Linked DNA regions of Zea mays: all the other regions are linked to region 1. A link is a contact called in public Hi-C data. All regions are on one chromosome and are shown on one strand. The core of a region is the stretch at or near the end of the contact, and the rest is flanking DNA. Distances in the headings are between cores, read along the strand shown. Region 1 holds the start of LOC103652225 (XS domain protein). Region 2 holds the start of LOC100274149 (OSJNBa0059D20.8-like protein). Region 3 holds the start of LOC100285991 (bile acid sodium symporter/ transporter).

Region 1 (2,700 bases), core at 18-2,517:
AAAGAGATACATAAGTACGTGTTGCCTGTGCCGAGGCCCAGAACTACGTTTATCGGACCTGGATCCCCCCTGAGAGAGTGGTGTGGCGGCGGCACCAGAGAGGAGCGATGGAGGACGAGGGGAGCGATGGAGGACGAGGGGAGGCGGAGGCAAAGAGCTGGGACAGAGAGGCAGCATCCCGCGGGAGAGTGGTCGGACTGACTTACTGGCTGGCGTCGTCGCCTATATGGGGGCGATGAGCAGCTAATGCGGCAGCTGTTGTAGCCCTGTTGCTCCCACGGTGGAGCACAGCAGCAGCAAGGAGCTGGTGATGGGGATGGAGGATGAGGTCGCTGAGGCGACGACGGCCTCAGATCTAAGGATTCGTGAGAGAACTCTTCTTGGTGCGCGGCCCCGTGAAGGCGCCCTCGCTGTAGTAGCCGATGCCGCTGGCGTCGATGAGAATGGACACCGGCTGCTTGTACACTGCTCGCTTCAGGGCGGCCTCGTCGGTGTTGTTCATCACGTACCTGCTGTCGATGTTCACCACCGGACGGAGGATTCGCAATCCATGGAGAGGCTGGGGCGAGGAGACTCCACGGATTGCGTCGATCTGTGCCGAGGAATCGAAATCCATGGAGAGCGCGGCGATGGAAGGGCGAGGATGGGGGCGCTTATGGAAGGGATCGTGGGGGCGGGGACGAGGATCATGGGGCATCCTAAAATGGCGCCCGTCGGAGTCGGAGAGCGGGGCGGGGGCGAGAATCGCGGGAGCGGGGAGCTCGCGGCGTGGTGTGCGCGGGCGGGCGGGCATCACAGCCACAGCGAGGCGAGCGGTTTCCGTTGGGGGTTCGCGGTGTGGTCTGCGTCGTTCGCGGCAGCGTTGACAGCGTGGTCTGCGGAGGTGTTTGGCGGCGGGGTTTGCGGGCGGGCGGGCGGAGGCGGGGGCGGGGGCGGGGGCGGTCTACAGTACTAACTTAATAGTAGTCAAGGGTATAAGAAAAGAGTGCACCTAAAGCAAAGCATACTGTATATTCCTTTCACTGCCATTGTATGCGACAAGGTAAACTATATCCAAAAACTCTCCGCAAAAGGCAAAGCATACCCAAAACTTCATATCTTTTTTCATATATTTCTTTTTTCGGCCTTTCACTTGCCTTTGTTTAGTTTTTTAGGATCAGCTTTGTTTTGGTCTTTCGGGGTTCGGGCTTGCGCTTCACAGGCCCAACCAAGCAATGCAGGCCCACCACCACATCAGGAGCATAAAAGTGGCAACCCCCAACCGCACTCGAACCCACCGCGATCCCCCTCCCCTCCGCCCTCCGCACGCCGCCTCCGAACCCCATCGCCCATCCTCACTACGGCGACGGCTATTGCCACAGCCGCCGCCATCTTGACGCGTACGAGATTCTGAGGCCTTGATCTGAAACCCGCCTCGATCCCACAGCCATTCACCCACCGTTCCACCGGTCACGGTAGCGGCGATCCCTACTCTCAGGCCGTAGCTACGACCTAGCCGGCGCCATGCGACACGGAGGCGGAGGCAGGGGAGGTGGAGGTAAAAGAGGTCGAGGAAGAGGAGCGGGCTCCGGACGCAGAGACGCGCGCCCCGGCAACGATTCGTACCGCGGCGACCGTGGTAGGCGCCACGACTACCGCTCCCGCCGCACCGCTTCCCCGGACCACCGCCCACGCCGCCCGAGGGGCGAGGACAACGACCGCGATCCGCCCCGCGGCGGTCGCATCGGCTACGGCGACCGTAGCCCTCCCCGCGGCGGCCGCACCGGCTACGGCGACCGTAGCCCTCCCGGCGGCGGCCGCACCGGCTACGGCGACCGTAGCCCTCCCGGCGGCGGCCGCACCGGCTACGGCGACCGTAGCCCTCCCGGCGGCGGCCGCACCGGCTACGGCGACCATAGCCCTCCCCGCGGCAGCCGCATCGGCTACGGCGACCGCAGCCCGCCCCGCGGCGACCGCATTGGCTACGGCGACCGCAGCCCGCCCCGCGGCGACCGCATTGGCTACGGCGACCGTAGCCCGCCCCGTATCGGCCGCATCCGCATCGGCTACGGCAACCGCAGCCCGCCCCGGCGCGAGCGCGCTGGCTACGGCCACCTTGACGCGTCGCCCCGCCGCGGGCATGCGCCGTACAAGGACGCCTTCGGCTCGCCGGGCGGCGACCGCCACGCTTCTCCCCGCGGGCGCAGGGAATACGGAGATAGCCGCGTCTCGCCCCCCGGGGGTAGGGACTACGAAAGGGCGCCCTGCCGCGAGGAGCGCGACCGGTACGGCCGCCCTGGCCGCGGTGCCGATCTCGGGCACAACTCCCCGCCAGCCCACATGCTCCCAGACCACCCGTCCGACCTGGGACGTTCAGCATCCCTACGCGCTGACGACCATAGCCTTCTCAAGGACGACTACCCTAGGGGAGGCCCTCATCGGAGCATCAGAAAGGAGAACGAGTTGTTTGCGAACGGTGACCTGACTCTCAGAATAAGTGCAACTGAAATGGGAAGGACTAGCGCCATGTACTCCCAAGACCGCAGGCTCTCACCTCCACCACCTATTTATCCCTATGTGCCACGTGAGACGGGATTCTTGACAGGCGGATCTGCCATGAAGGCCAGTGATGGTTATGGTGCTGGAACTGGAAGCGCCCAGCGGCTGCATGATGATGACGATTTTAAGTACCACAAGGATGCCCCACACATTGAGAGGAGT
Region 2 (2,700 bases), core at 46-2,545, 140 kb after region 1:
GATTAAGTTACATGGCCTTCCGAAAACGATTGTTTCAGATCGCGACCGGATCTTTACAAGCAACCTCTGGCAACACTTGTTCACTCGGTTCAACACTAAGCTACTCCTCAGCACAGCCTACCACCCTCAAACCGATGGCCAGAGCGAGAGAGTAAACCAATGCCTCGAGATGTATCTCCGCTGTGCAGTTGCTGAAACTCCAAAGAAATGGAAACGATGGTTGGCGTTAGCCGAATTCTGGTATAATACATCCTTTCATACATCCTTATGATGCTCCCCATTCAAGGCAATCTATGGCTATGATCCAGACTGCTCTTTTCTTCCAGCGTCTGCGGCCAAACCAGACCCAACAGCTGAAGATTTTCTGTGGGACAGGGAAGTGCAGACTGACAGACTCAAACAGCATCTCACAGTGGCTCGCAACCGTATGAAAATTCAGGCCGACAAACACCGGATCGACCGTCAGTTCCAAGTTGGGGATCAAGTTCTGCTCAAGCTCCAACCATACACTCAGCACACAGTGGCCAAGCGTATTTGTCCCAAGCTTGCATACCGTTACTATGGGCCATTTTCAGTTCTTCAGAAACTAGGCGCAGTTGCTTACAAACTAGATCTTCCAGCAACTTCTCAAATTCATCCAGTCTTCCACGTCTCTCAGTTGAAACCATTTACTCCAAACTATACTCCTGTGTTTACTGAGCTCCCCACTCTAACAGATCTGTCGGTCCAAGGGACTGAACCCCTTCAGGTGCTCGATCGTCGCATGGTAAAAAAGGGACACAAGGCAATCGTCCAGGTGCTCGTCAGGTGGAAGAATCTCGACCCTGCTGCCACCACATGGGAAGACTACACGGTGTTGAAGCATCGCTTTCCTGAAGCAGTTGCTTGGGGCCAAGCAACACCTGAGGCCGGGGGAGATGTCACGGCAGACACTGCCGGACTGGAGGAAGCAGCCGGACTGAAGGAAACAGAGACTGAGCTGAACCGTATTCTGTAAGGGGTGTTTGGTTTCTAGGGACTAATGTTTAGTCCCTACATTTTATTTCATTTTAATTCCAAAACTATCAAATATAGAAATTAAAACTTTTTTTAGTTTCTATATTTAGCAATTTATAGACTAAAAATAAATAAAATGAAGAGACTAAACATTAGTCCCTAAAAACCAAACACCCCCTAAACTACGTCGTATCCTTGTAAGCGGAAACGCATTCTGGGTGTGTGGGACCCATGTATCAGGGTTGTCTAGTCAGGCTTATAAGCCGGGACGCCGAACTGTGAACACTATCTACCATCTGGAATAGAAAACCACAAACCTGGCAGCCCTCCGGCTGATCCAGCGTCTTCCTCGCCATCGCCGACACGCTCACCGGCGATCCACTGCTCGGCTCACGTCCGGCGTAGGCGCGTCGTGGCCACGGGTCGTCACACGGTGCTCTCAGCGAACTTGCCCCACCGGCCCGCCCTTCCCGGGCCTTACCTGATTCCCCGTCCTCCAGCGCTGGGCGCTGGCTGTGCTGCAGCGTAGCCGCACCTCCAGACCTCCGCCGGGTCCCCTGGCTGCTGGCGACGAACGCCCCTGCGCAGTGCGTGTGCGCCAGTGCCTGCCGGCGGCCGACCGCAGTTCTTTGCCTTGCCTCTGTTGCTCGTCTTCTTGCATTTCTGGTGAGCAAAATAAGTACTGAGACATTAGATTAGGTGTTGGCCCATGCTTGGAATTGCTTGTTGACTGCTTGTGAAATGTGAATCAGTTGTTGGTAGACAGTACAAAATAGGGACGAAGGTTTCCATATGCCCGTGATTGGTGATTGGTTGTGAAATGTGAATTTATGATTTAACATATCTGCATATAATTGGGGCTTAGGACTGATCACTGATGTGCCTTCTTTTTGCTTGTTTTCTGTAAGACCGACTCTTATGTTTCAACAATTTAATTGTCGGCTGTGTAAGTTTTGAACTTTTCTGTTGAATTTAAGGTATTGTGAGGTCTTATAGATACATTATCTCTCTTTACCAAACCGTTTACCAAATTTTGTATTGTATTGTATAGGGACTTTTTAGTTAGGCACACCCTGTATTCTAATCTTGGGTCTTCACCGCATGGAAACATTGATGTACAGCACCACAATAGAGAGTAGATTAAGGTCAGTAAAATGTAATTTGTTACATGTTCTAGAGTTGATGTACGACAATACAATACAGAGTTCATTCCGTGGATCACTGAAATAAAATTTCTTCATGTGCTTAGAGTACAATACAGAGTTCATTCGAAATGGATGAAGATGAAATGCTCAATACTTTCATGTCCATTAGAAGGCATAAGCCAAACAAGAAGTAATATTGACTTATTGTAGATAGATGTGTAAACTTCTTGTTTCACACTCTGCTACTTCAACACAGATGGGTCTCAATGCCGTGGTGGCCGCTTGCTACGCCCTTCCAGTACTCATCTCTGTGCTCACAGTCCGCTTCTTCTACGTGTTGTGGCACAGTGGCCAATCAGCATCGAGACCACGCAACACCAGATTGCGTTGTCTCATCATCCTTGGCTCCGGTGAGTCTATTGCGATGTTGCCTGTCAAATACCTTATGGACAAGTTTTAGGTACAGTTGCCTGGTATATAAAACAGTACTCAAAGGTGTAAGTGCATGCATTTGTATGGAGATGTGGCAATACTGAATAATTGTTAGTAACTGCAAGTT
Region 3 (2,700 bases), core at 143-2,642, 240 kb before region 1:
GGCTGATTTGGTTTTCCAAGATTGGTGGGCTAATTTGGAGGGCAAGGTCCCTCATGTGCTGCGCAAAGGGATTAACTCCCTTGTGATGTTGTTGGCATGGTGGCTTTGGAAGCAGCGGAATAAATGTGTGTTTGAGGGGGATGCTCCTAGTGGCAACCAAATTATACAGAACATCAAAGACGGCGCTCAGAGGTGGTGTCTGGCGGGTGCCAAAGATCTGTGCACCATCTGGCCTTAGTTTAGGGGCAGTTGTTGATGTCTTTTGGCTGTCTTCTATATGGATGTTTATGTGTATTTTTGTTTCTGGCCACCGTAAGGTCGTTTTTCTTTTGCTTTTTACTCTGTACTCTGGTCTATTTAGACCATTATTGACTTATTGTTTCTTCTATCTTCGTAATATATTTAACGCGCAGTTCTCCTGCGCGTTTTAGAAAAAAACGTTTTAGAAAAAAAACCAAGTAGTCTACTACTGTTGGCATCTCAATTTCAGTGTTCAACGAATACAAGAGTATGAACTCAGAATTGCATAGATATTCTTAATTTGTCCATAGAAATAAAAGAGAAGGGGGAAAATTTCCCCTCTCTAACAGAAATTGGGAGTGTAACAAACTGGGCTCAGCTGACAGTCTTACCACATTGGATGCAGTTCCTCCAGGACAGCATCCCAGCAGGATGAGGCCAGCTGAGAGCGACGGGGGAAGCCCCAGCGCGTGGCTAATGATAGCGCCAAACGCAGGCATTATGGTGTACTGGGCGGCACACCCGAACAAAATCTGCAGCAGGAAAACACCTTGTTGAATTGAATCAACCAACCACCGTTCGGATATCCATTCACGGTTGCACTTGCACGGGGGGAGAAGGAGATCGAGCGAGAAGGGATACAGGTCCGCCGATCCAGTCACGTACGGCGAGGGGCCTGTCGCGGAGGAGGGCGGCGAAGTCACTGAGCTGGAGCGTGAGGCCCATGGCGAGCATGATGAAGCCGAGCGTAGCGGTGTAGGACCCCGGCGCCAGCGCCACGAACCACCGGAACGCCTCGGGCCGCGTGAAGGCCACGGAGGCGCCGGCTGCGACGTAGGCCGGGTACAGCCCCGCCGCGGCGGACAGTGCCGCGTGCCACCGCGGCGCGGGCGCGGCGGGGCCGGTGGCCGCGAGGCATTGGACTTGGAGGAGGGCGGGAAGGCGTAGGCGCCGCCTGGAGAAGGGACGAGGGAACCTTGGCCTCGGTGCGAGCCGGGAAATGGAGTTCTCGGCGGGGATGGGTCGGAGGGGGAGGGGGAGGGGGAGGAGGAGGAGAGGAGCCATGGCAGGCGCTGGCGTGGCGGCTGGCGCACGGTGGTTGGTTTTTGTCCGTGGTGCGCGCACGAGTATTTCTCTACTAACTACTGAGTCTACAGTGTAGACTGCTCCCGCCGATTCCCTACCCTGCGGCTAACTATTGAGTCTACAGTGTAGACTGCTCCCGTCGATTCCCTACCCTGCGGATTACGCGCACGCCCGCCCCCCCCCCCCCCCCACCGCGATTCCCCTCCGTACGCGCGCGGATCACGCGCCCGCCGCGCAGGCCCCTACGAATCCCGCCGCGAAACCCTACGCGCGCGGATCACACGCCCGCCGCCATGCCCCTACAAATCCCGCCGACCGGCGCCACTACAGCACACCCATCGCCATGTCGCTCCCTACGCCCGCAACGGCCGCCTCCCTACGCGTGGGTGACCGGCAGCACCTCGTCTCTCTCGTGTGCCAATGGCGCCGCCTCCATCCTACCCGGTCTCCGCCTCCGTCACCGCGTTCGTCAAGGTGGAGGACGCCCCAACCCCTTTGGTGGCCTCCCCGACGGCGCTGCCTCTGTCCTACCCGACCTCGAGTTCATTGAGATCCAGAAGGAGCAGGCGCAAACTTCTCCGTGCACGGGAGGTCAAGCGGAGTATGCGCGAACTTCTTTGTGTTGTCGCAGCGCGACCTCGGCCAGCGCAGGGCGCAGCCCCGGCGGCACGGGCGCGGCCTCCCGGTCACGGCACGGGCGCGTGGCCGGCGACCCGACCCCGGCGCGGCGGCCCCCGTCCCCGACGAGAGCGAGGCGCGGCCTCCGACGCGCGGGCACGGCCCTTGGCGGCGTGGACGCTGCCCCAGAGGCACGCGGGCGCGGCGGCCCCGTCGAGGGCGCAGCCGTGGCATACGGGCGCGCGGTGACACGGCCCCAGCCTCGGTACGACGGGCGCGACCCCATCTAGGCGCGGCCTCGAGCTTCGTGGCCATCTCCTTGGGCAAGGCGCGAGCACGGTCTGCATCCGCGCAGGACCGTGCGTGGACAGAGCGGCGTCCACACCAGTGCGTGCGCACTCGCCGCGTCCTACGGCGGATCCGGCTGGTGCCTAGACGCCTGGAGTCTAACGGTTGGTGCTCGTGTCGCACGGCAACGCGATGATGGAGCAAATCGGAGAGCCTCGGTTCGCCCTCCAATGTGAGTTCATCTCTTTCCTGCTACTCCATTGCCTCTTCTATAATTACGATGTTAGTGTTCTTTCCTGCGTGTGGCTGGATTGTCACGGTTGTACAGCTTCCCGAGCCGCCATGCTAACTTCATGGAGGAATTTGGTAAAATGGGTCGCTCGTACTTGTCGCTCTACAAAATACACCGCTTCAAGCTAACCTCGTAAAAAAGGGTCGCTCGAGTCTGCGCGCTCGCCAAAAGAGGTC

The links. A called contact is a pair of places that touch in the nucleus more often than the background predicts.
Region 2: a Hi-C map of tassel shows a contact between it and region 1, with 2.7 times the contacts expected there. The contact joins the promoter of LOC100274149 here to the promoter of LOC103652225 in region 1. A contact is called at or near these places in 8 of 25 Hi-C or Micro-C datasets (ear, endosperm, leaf and 3 more).
Region 3: a contact with region 1 is called in a Hi-C map of tassel, with 4 times the contacts expected there. The contact joins the promoter of LOC100285991 here to the promoter of LOC103652225 in region 1. A contact is called at or near these places in 8 of 25 Hi-C or Micro-C datasets (bundle sheath, ear, endosperm and 2 more).

Annotation. Positions count from the first base shown.
Region 1 is chr3:142,258,256-142,260,955 of Zm-B73-REFERENCE-NAM-5.0, reverse strand. LOC103652225 (XS domain protein) reads left to right here and starts at 1,267. Exons shown (of 3, transcript XM_008677856.3): 1 at 1,267-2,700. The coding sequence starts at 1,504.
Region 2 is chr3:142,122,014-142,124,713 of Zm-B73-REFERENCE-NAM-5.0, reverse strand. LOC100274149 (OSJNBa0059D20.8-like protein) reads left to right here and starts at 1,295. Exons shown (of 5, transcript NM_001148527.1): 1 at 1,295-1,662; 2 at 2,398-2,551. The coding sequence starts at 2,398.
Region 3 is chr3:142,502,952-142,505,651 of Zm-B73-REFERENCE-NAM-5.0, reverse strand. LOC100285991 (bile acid sodium symporter/ transporter) reads right to left here and starts at 1,392. Exons shown (of 7, transcript NM_001372350.1): 1 at 907-1,392; 2 at 633-773. The coding sequence starts at 1,305.